3 separate regions of the Ovis aries genome follow, and all the other regions are linked to region 1. The links are chromatin contacts, called in public Hi-C maps. All regions are on one chromosome and are shown on one strand. Each heading gives the region's core, a stretch centred on a gene start, on an enhancer-like site or on the middle of the called end of the contact. The rest is flanking DNA. Distances are from core to core; before and after follow the strand shown. Region 1 has its middle 97 kb from the start of ARL4C. Region 2 overlaps SH3BP4 (SH3 domain binding protein 4). Region 3 has its middle 140 kb from the start of SH3BP4.

What was found. A called contact is a pair of places that touch in the nucleus more often than the background predicts.
Region 2: a contact with region 1 is called in a Hi-C map of hypothalamus, with 5 times the contacts expected there. The contact joins two enhancer-like sites. A contact is called at or near these places in 4 of 16 Hi-C or Micro-C datasets (hypothalamus, liver and tail adipose tissue).
Region 3: a contact with region 1 is called in a Hi-C map of hypothalamus, with 9 times the contacts expected there. The contact joins two enhancer-like sites. A contact is called at or near these places in 11 of 16 Hi-C or Micro-C datasets (hypothalamus, liver, mesenteric adipose tissue and 6 more).

What each region holds. Positions count from the first base shown.
Region 1 is chr1:6,477,487-6,480,327 of ARS-UI_Ramb_v3.0, forward strand. It overlaps a transcript of SPP2 not described here. Among named protein-coding and RNA genes, the nearest start is that of ARL4C, 97 kb to the right of the region's middle. Within about 2 kb of position 1,400, at least 9 of the 54 cell types and tissues checked have an H3K27ac peak or open chromatin away from gene starts, as enhancers often do. A contact at or near this core is called in hypothalamus, where this site is marked.
Region 2 is chr1:6,054,402-6,057,101 of ARS-UI_Ramb_v3.0, forward strand. All of the region lies in intron 3 of SH3BP4 (SH3 domain binding protein 4), which reads right to left. Among named protein-coding and RNA genes, the nearest start is that of SH3BP4, 90 kb to the right of the region's middle. Within about 2 kb of position 1,405, at least 4 of the 54 cell types and tissues checked have an H3K27ac peak or open chromatin away from gene starts, as enhancers often do. A contact at or near this core is called in hypothalamus, where this site is marked.
Region 3 is chr1:6,001,437-6,004,272 of ARS-UI_Ramb_v3.0, forward strand. No RefSeq gene overlaps it. Among named protein-coding and RNA genes, the nearest start is that of SH3BP4, 140 kb to the right of the region's middle. Within about 2 kb of position 1,410, at least 4 of the 54 cell types and tissues checked have an H3K27ac peak or open chromatin away from gene starts, as enhancers often do. A contact at or near this core is called in hypothalamus, where this site is marked.

The sequences.
Region 1 (2,841 bases), core at 150-2,649:
GTGCACTTCTGATGTACTACACTGATAGGCTTGTCCTTAGCCAGCTAATGTCATTACTGTCTTTTTATTACAGAGTCTCGCTGGAGAGCAGCCCCTGACATTGGGAGCTGACCAGGCACACAGAGCTGACCTTGGGCTTCTCCATGTGAGGACATCTCCATCAGACAATGCCCGTCTGTGACCTTGATGGAGCAAGACCAAGACCTCTCCATGGTCACATCTGGACAGGTGAGAAGGAGCACGTCCAAATCACAGAATGGCACCCTCTCTTGCCCCCGCATCCTGGCTAATAGGAAAGACTGCCTTCTCTTTGCCATGTTCGGCTTTAGCCTTGCTCAGTCTAGACACAATTTGTACTGAAAATATCCAACCACTTTCTGACAGCACTCAATTCAAAGCATTTAACTGGGGAAAATTATACTCACCAGCACTAAACACCTGTGAGTTTGTGTGTCTGTGTGTGTGTGTGTGTTAGTCCAACTCTTTGTGACCCCATGGACTGTAGCCTGCCAGACTCTTCTGTCCATGGGATTCTCCAGGCAAGAATACTGGAGTGGGTTGCCCTTCTCTTCTCCAGGGGATCTTCCCAACCCAGGGATCAAACCTGGGTTTCCTGTATTGCAGGCAGATTCTTTACTATCTGTCTAATCTACCTTTAAACAGTTTAATTCAAGATCTAAAAATCCTTTGGGAGGAGCTCAGTCTTTGGGGATAAATACTAAGCCCCAAAGTATTGATGCTTTTGAACTGTGGCATTGGAGAAGACTTGAGAGTCCCTTGGACTGCAAGGAGATCCAACCAGTCAGTCCTAAAGGAAATCAGTCCTGAATATTCATTAGAAGGACTGATGCTCAAGCTCAAGTTCCAATACTTTGGCCACCTGATGGGAAAAGCTGACTCATTTGAAAAGACCCTGATGCTGGGAAAGACTGAAGGCAGGAGGAGAAGGGGACGACAGAGGATGAGGTGGTTGGATAGCATCACTGACTCAATGGGCGTGAGTCTGAATAAACTCTGGGAGTTGGTGGTGGAAAGGGAGGCCTGGCATGCTGCAGTCGATGGGGTCCCAGAGAGTTGGACATTACTGAGTGACTGAACTGAGACAAACTGAAAGTCCTTTTTATTTCTGGAGCCCTGCCCCAACTGGCTCCTCTCTAAGGCCGCGGGTGCCCCCTGGTGGTGGAGGGCAGCTTCTCCGCTCCCACCTGAGGTCTTGTCCCTTAGGATAAGGATATCTCTATCCCCTCCCTGCATGCTCTGCTTATCTCTGGAGCTGAAGGCCTTCTGCCAGCGGGTCAGGGCTGTGTATTTTCCCACGTGGCATCCCCTTGGCTCTTAAAGAGCTGTTTTCCTCCCTGAGTCTCTGCCTTGTCCTCCATGATGTGGAGGAGTCTTGTTCAGGCCACGGTGGTGGGGCCTGCAGCAGACCTGCTGGCCTCGGTAACAGAGGGGCTCAAACGTTCAAACCCAGCACACTTCAAACCTAGCACACTTCCTCTGACCACGGCCCCAGGCTTCTGACGTGTGTTGAGCCACGTCTGGGGCCCCGAGTCCCCAGAAGCAATCAGAGCCAGGACGCCTCTGCCCAGGAAGCTTCTCTAAGACTGTCTAGCTTCAGTAGACAAGCCCTCCTCTAGCAGGCAGGTCTGGGAAGGGGAAGAAACTGCCTCTGCCTATGCCCTCCCAGGCCCCGTAGGCAGCAAGGGGTGGGCTCCCCTCCCAGGCCAGCCCGTGCCCACAGGGCCCAGCCAGGCTGCAGAAAGGGAGGCTAATCTTTTCTCGCCATCACTCAGGGCTGTGGAGTGCCCTAGTCCCACGAAAGCCTATTTTGAATTTCATAAGATGAAATTACCTTTTCCTGTTTGGATTTCTGCTGTTTTCATGTTAACTCCAACCCTACTCATGCCCCTCTTTCTGGGAGCCAGACAGAAGGATATTGTGCTCAGAAAAAAAGACAAAAGAAAAAGATGCTTTCAGAGCATTCCAGGGCACGCTCATCTTTCTGATCCCTGGTTTGCTGGGGCAGGGGACCAGAGAAGGGGTAAAAGTCCACACCCAAAGCATCCTGAAAGGCAGCTAGTCAGTAAGTCCAAGTTAGGAGAGAGGTGGTGCATAAAAGCAGCCCTGTTTTCCTTCGTTTTTAATTTAGAAAATCCTATTTTCCTGACCCACCCAAGAGATATTTTCTCTATCACTCTGAATATGATTGACCTACAAGTTCTGCATAAACACTATAACCAAAACGCTTATGTGGACTGATGCCAACGAGCTGGGGTAGACACTGTTGGTGGCCCACCCAGCTCCCACCCGAGACACACACCCTCACGCACCTGTGTATCACTGAGCTATAGTAGACAGGTCTCTGCCTGCTGATAGCTTCTTAGCTGTGTCCTGCCCACTTCGTTGCTTGGCAGTGTGGGCCTTGCAGAGTTCAAACCCAGGGACCCCAGAAATTCTGGGCATCCAAAGCCTCCAGGACAAACCCCCATGGGTTGGGGGGAGGGGCTCCCTGGAAGGATGGTCCGCATGACTATGTGGGATCGGTCCCCAGCTGCCTGCAGAGGTAACACTGCCTCTGTGCACCTGTTCTTGGTTTCTTAGCGTCTCTGTGACCTTCCCCACTGCCCTCCCCAACCTCCTGAGTCATCTTGTACTCAAGTCTTTGTGACTGAGTCTGCCCTCAGGGGACTCCAAACTTAGGCACGGGCTGACAGTTAGTACCTGTCCACACAGCGGGCTGACAGTTAGTACCTGTCCACACGGCAGGCTGACAGTTAGTACCTGTCCACACAGCGAATAGAATGCTGCCAGAAATTCTCAGGCATGCGGAACAGGGGGGCT
Region 2 (2,700 bases), core at 155-2,654, 420 kb before region 1:
CCCAACTCTCCCTGATCTCAACACTCCCCTTATTTCCATTCGCTTCTCCAGGTAGGTGTTGATTTCACCTACGACCTTACTCCTAAAACCACCACCTGCCTAGACTTGTATTCTATAGCAACTTCCTCTTTTTTCAGAGAAACTCCCCCCCGAGAGCCCACAGCATCCTTCCCTCCCGCCCCTGGACTCCCACCGCCACCACCCGTGACTCCTGGTCACCCACTTCGACGGCTTCGCTCCTGGCGGCCCCAGGACCAGTTCTGATTGCTGGCTTAGGCCCCTTCAGGAGAGGTCGCCCTGTCCACAGCCCGGTTCCTCCTGCAGTTCCAGCCAACTCTCCGTCCTTCCCTCCCAGCCCGGAGGGCAGACTCCTTGCTGCTCCCTCAGGGTGTAACTCCCAGAGTGAAGAATAGTCTTACGTCCAAAGAGTGTTGCTAAATGAAAACATTTCCAGTTCTTACAGAGCTAGGTTTCTGAGGGGTCTGTCTGCCACCCTCCACACACATGTGCGTGCGCACGCGCGCGCACACACACACACACACACACACACACGAGATGGCCGTCACCCAAATCCTTACCGTCCTCGAGTAGGAGCCAAGCCCTCCCCTCCACTCACTGTAGTCCCCAAGTCCTGGAACAAATACACAGCAATGTTTCTCACCTGGATTTTCAACCACACTCAGAAAACTCTTCCCCAGACCCACAAAGTGTGCCAAAAGCAGCATCAATGCCTTAAAAACAGAACACACTCTGCCATTTCTCAGCCTCACAGCTGCTGCGTGTTCAGTCGCTTAGATGCATCCAACTCTTCCGCGAGCCCCTGGACTGTACCCTGCCAGGCTCCTCTGCATATGGGATTTCCCAGGCAAGAATACTGCAGTGGGTTGCCATTTCCTTCTCCAGGGCATCTTCTTGACCCAGGGATCGAGTTTGCATCTCCCGTATTGGCAGGCGGGTTCTTTACCCCTGAGTCACCTGTGGAAGCCCTCTCACTCTAACAAAACAAAACGAAATCCCAGACGTGGGAACCCAAGGCTCAAAGAGGCGAGAAGGGTGCACACCCACCAGCAGGGGCCACTCAGTCCGGTCACTGCAGAGACAGAGATGGACACCGGTGGGCTTTTAAATCATCCCCCGTCACTCTCGCGCCTTGCTCGCCTCAATGTGACTCTGCTGCCACGGCCAACGCTGGCTCCTCCTCCTCCGGACGGTGCCTGCAGCTGGCAGAATGCTTTCACGAAACAGAGGGGTGAGCCTGCAGGGTCGCAGGGCTGGGACCTGCCCCGGAGCAGCGCTGGTAACGGTGAGGCCGGGCGCCACGGCTTTCCTGGAGACGGAGGACCAGAGCATCTGCCCAGCTGGGGGCGGCAGCTCTGCACAGACCCAGAGCCGCCTGCTCACATGCTCCGGGGAGAGAAGCTGACCACAGACAGTGCAGGGCAAACCCAGGGAACGGAGGAAGATCCATGGTGTCTACACTGCTGACCGCTAACACAGGCTGCTTTGGAAGACGGGCCCGGAGTGGGGGCCTTCTGCTGCTGTTTCTCAGGACTGGCAAATAACGATGTAAAAAGAGCATCTGCCATCTTCACAAACAGAAATTCTAATGAGGACTATCTTCATTTTGGAAAAAAAAAACAAAACTGGGATGAGCCACAGCAGCGGGCCAGACGCAGGACCCCGGGGAGCTCTGAAGGTCAGCATGGCTGTGCACGTGGCCTGGGGACCACCCCTCTGGGCCACAGCACAGACCCGGAGCCATCCGACCCCCACCCAGCATGGCAGGACGGAGAGAAAGCCCAGGGCCTCCTCGCAGGCCGCCCACCCTCTTGCCAAGGTGGGCCAGGCCAAGGGTGGGGCGGGGGTGGGGGGCACTGCCTGTCAGCCATGTGGCTTGGAGGCTGGGAGGTGACAAGGGACAACAACACAGCTGGGTGGGTCCCCAAGGAGAAGGACACAACTGGGTCCCCTTCCCGTCCCCTAAAACACTTATCCCATCCCCCAGCCCAACCCCCAAGGAATAAAGCACGATGTCATCTAGCCTGGGCCACCCCCACCGTCAGCACGCGGTCATCTCGCCTTAGCCCAGCCTCTGGCGCTACCCCACCCCCTGTCCCCTGCACCCTTGGCCCTTGCCCATGTTGTGCCTTCAACCCAACAGCCCCTCTCTGCTGGGTGGGCTGCAGCCCACCTCCCATGTCAGCCCCTCTCTGCTGGGTGGGCCGCAGCCCACCTCCCATGTCAGCCCCTCTCTGCTGGGTGGGCCGCGGCCTATCCCCTGTGTCAGCCCTCCCCCCAACATTTGCCTTTCCCTGGCCCACTCATGTCAAGGGGATCTTTTCTTCGGGGCCCATCACTGATTGGTCCTGCACGCCTGTGGGTGTTCACTCTGCGTCTCCCTCAAGGAAAGGCGCAACACCCTACCCCCAAATAAGGGCACAGCAGACACCCGAGACATGTTTCATGCACATGGAGTACAAACACCCGCCCTGGCTGGATGGGGCGGCTCTTCCGAGCTCTGTTAGAAGCCGCAGCCATATGCCCGCCACCAGCTCCCCCCGGCTTGTTTCTGACAACAGAACTTGACTTCAGAAGCTCTTCAAATATGTGGTACCTCTTCCAGCATCTTCCCAACCACAAGTCCCGCCAGCTAAGCGATCCTCAGGGGGGTTCATTCAAAGCTCTCTCATGCCTGGGGGT
Region 3 (2,836 bases), core at 160-2,659, 480 kb before region 1:
TGACTCAACGAACATGAATTTGAGCAAATTCCTGGAGACAGCGGAGGACAGAGGAGGCTGGTGGGCTGCAGTCCGTGAGTTCACAGTCAGACATAACTGAACAACAACATGCCCAGTCTTCTGTGTAGCGATCATCTCAGTCCACAACTTACAAACCATCACAGCTTTAGGACAAACTCACCTTTGGTCTCTAGGCCACAGACTCATGAAAAAGCCTTTCTCTGGGACGAGAATTCATCCCAGGAGAGGTTGCGGGGCGGGGCGGGGGGGGGGGGGTTTAGATCTCGCTGCACACGTGCTGAGTGCCAGACCCTGAACAAAAGAGGAGCCTGTGTTAATAAGTTTACTGGGGGTGGAGATTGTTTCTAATAATTGCATCCTGTAAAGCCTTTTCGTACTGTTCATGGGGTTCTCAAGGCAAGAATGCTGAACAATAGTGAAGAATATTGCTGAAGAGTAGTGAAGCCCATGAGGCTTCCCTGATAGCTCAGTTGGTAACGAATCCACCCGCAATGCAGGAGACCTGGGCTCGATCCCTGGCTCGGGAATATCCCCTGGAGAAGGGAAAGGCTACCCACTCCAGGATTCTGGCTAGGAGAATTCCATGGACTATACAGTCCATGGGGTCGCAAAGAGTCGCACATGACTGAACGACTTTCATTTCATTTCAGGGCCCAAGGACCCAGCACCTCTTGTACAGATCAAAGGCAGAATCAACAGCATCTTTACCCAAGAATTAGACGAATGGGATCTTTGTCCCCCTGACTTTAGGGATAGTGCGTGCCTGAGCTAAGTCGCTTTAGTCATGTCTTTGCGACCTTATAAAGAGTCCCGCGGACGGAGGAGCCTGGTAGGCTGCAGTCCAAGGGGTCGCTAAGAGTCGGAAACGACGGAGCGACTTCACTTTCACTTTTCACATTTATGCGTTGGAGAAGGAAATGGCAACCCACTCCAGTGTTCTTGCCTTGAGAATCCCAGGGGCGGGGAGCCTGGTGGGCTGCAGTCTATGGGGCCGCAGGGAGTCGGACACGACTGAAGCGACTTGGCAGCAGCAGCAGCAGCCCGCAGCCGGCAAGGCCCCTCTGTCCAGAGACGAACTGAAAACCAGTGGGCTTCTGAGGCCAGCAGGTGGCGCTCGCTCTCCAGCCAGAGGCTCTGGGTCCGGCGGAGCCCCCGCCCTCCCGCTCCAGCCAGGCCAGAAGCAGGGAGCATTGATGAGTGAAAGAGAGAGAAAATGGGGGTCACTGTCCATATTATCGACTTGTCACTATCCATGCTGCACATCACCCCTAAGAGGCTACCCAACTGCGCAGGAAAACTACCCCCTGCAGATTTCGGTGTGGGCGGGGCGCGGGGGAAGGCCGTCAGACCTGTCTCCTTTCCGCGTTGGCTGAGATGCGCAACAGCTAACTCTGAGATGGGAGCAGCTAAGTCCGTGCACCGCAGCTACCGAAGCCCGCTAGTTCCAGGACCCGCAGCTACTGAGACTGCGTGTCTGAACTACTGACGCCTGCACGCCTACCGCCTGTGATCCGAAACAGAAGACCCCGCAGTAAGAAGCCCAGTGCACTGCGAAGTAGGAGCAGCCCAGGGCTGCTGCCAAGCAACGAAAAGCAGCGGAGACCCAGCACCGTCCAATATAGATGAGTAAATAAAAATTTTAAAAAACTGTTTTTTACATGTTGCCTTCTGCATGGCTAAGATCCATTTTTCTTTATCAATGACCCCACCACCACCACCCTAGAGGACACATACACCCCCACTGCCCTGGTTGCTATTTGGATTTGAAAGCTGTTTGGGTCCATAAAAATTGCAGCCTCTGGTGGAGGAGGAGGAGCTGTTGAATTGTTTCATAACCATTAAGATAGTGACATTTTCGGTGGCGGCGTTGTAATTTAAAATTTATTTTTAATTGAGGGATAATTGCTTTACAATATCATATTGGTTTCTGCCAAACATCAACATGAATCAGCCTAGGTACACATATGTCCCCTCCCTCTTGAACCTCTCTCCCATCTTCCTCTCCTCTTAAACTTATTTTTAAAAAATCACCTAGGGTACTTGTTGAAAATGCAAGTTTCTGGGCAAACCATAATCACAGAAAACTAGTCAATCTAATCACACAGACCACAGCCTTGTCTAACTCACTGAAACTAAGCCATGCCATGTGGGGCCACCCAAGACGGGCAGGTCATGGTGGAGAGGTCTGACAGAATGTGGTCCACTGGAGAAGGGAATGGCAAACCAGTATTCTTGCCTTGAGAACCCCATGAACAGTATGAAAAGGCAAAATGGGAGGATACTGAAAGAGGAACTCCCCAGATCGGTAGGTGCCCAGTATGCTACTGGAGATCAGTGGAGAAATAACTCCAGAAAGAATGAAGGGATGGAGCCAAAGCATCACCAACTCGATGCACATGAGTTTGGGTGGACTCTGGGCGTTGGTGATGGACAGGGAGGCCTGGCGTGCTGCAGTTCATGGGGTCGCAAAGAGTTGGCCATGACTGAGCTACTGAAATGAACTGAACTGAACTGAGGCTTCTTTTAAAACCTTTGGAGGTTCTGATGCTGGTGGTCTGTGGACCCCACTTGTAGAAGTGTGGCTTAGATGAGGTTTTTCACACCTTAATCCCAACTAGCTCTGAGACTGGACCAAGTCTTCATGCCTTAGCATCTCCAGGTCTCTCAGCTGCCTCACCTGAAATATTAGGGTTTACGTCAAGTCGCTCCCTGTGAACTGGAATATGGGTTCCAGGTGCAGAGCATGGGATGCGGCCATGGCTAGTCTGCAGTTACCTGATATTTCCTTTATCCTGATATATGCTGTCTGGCGGCA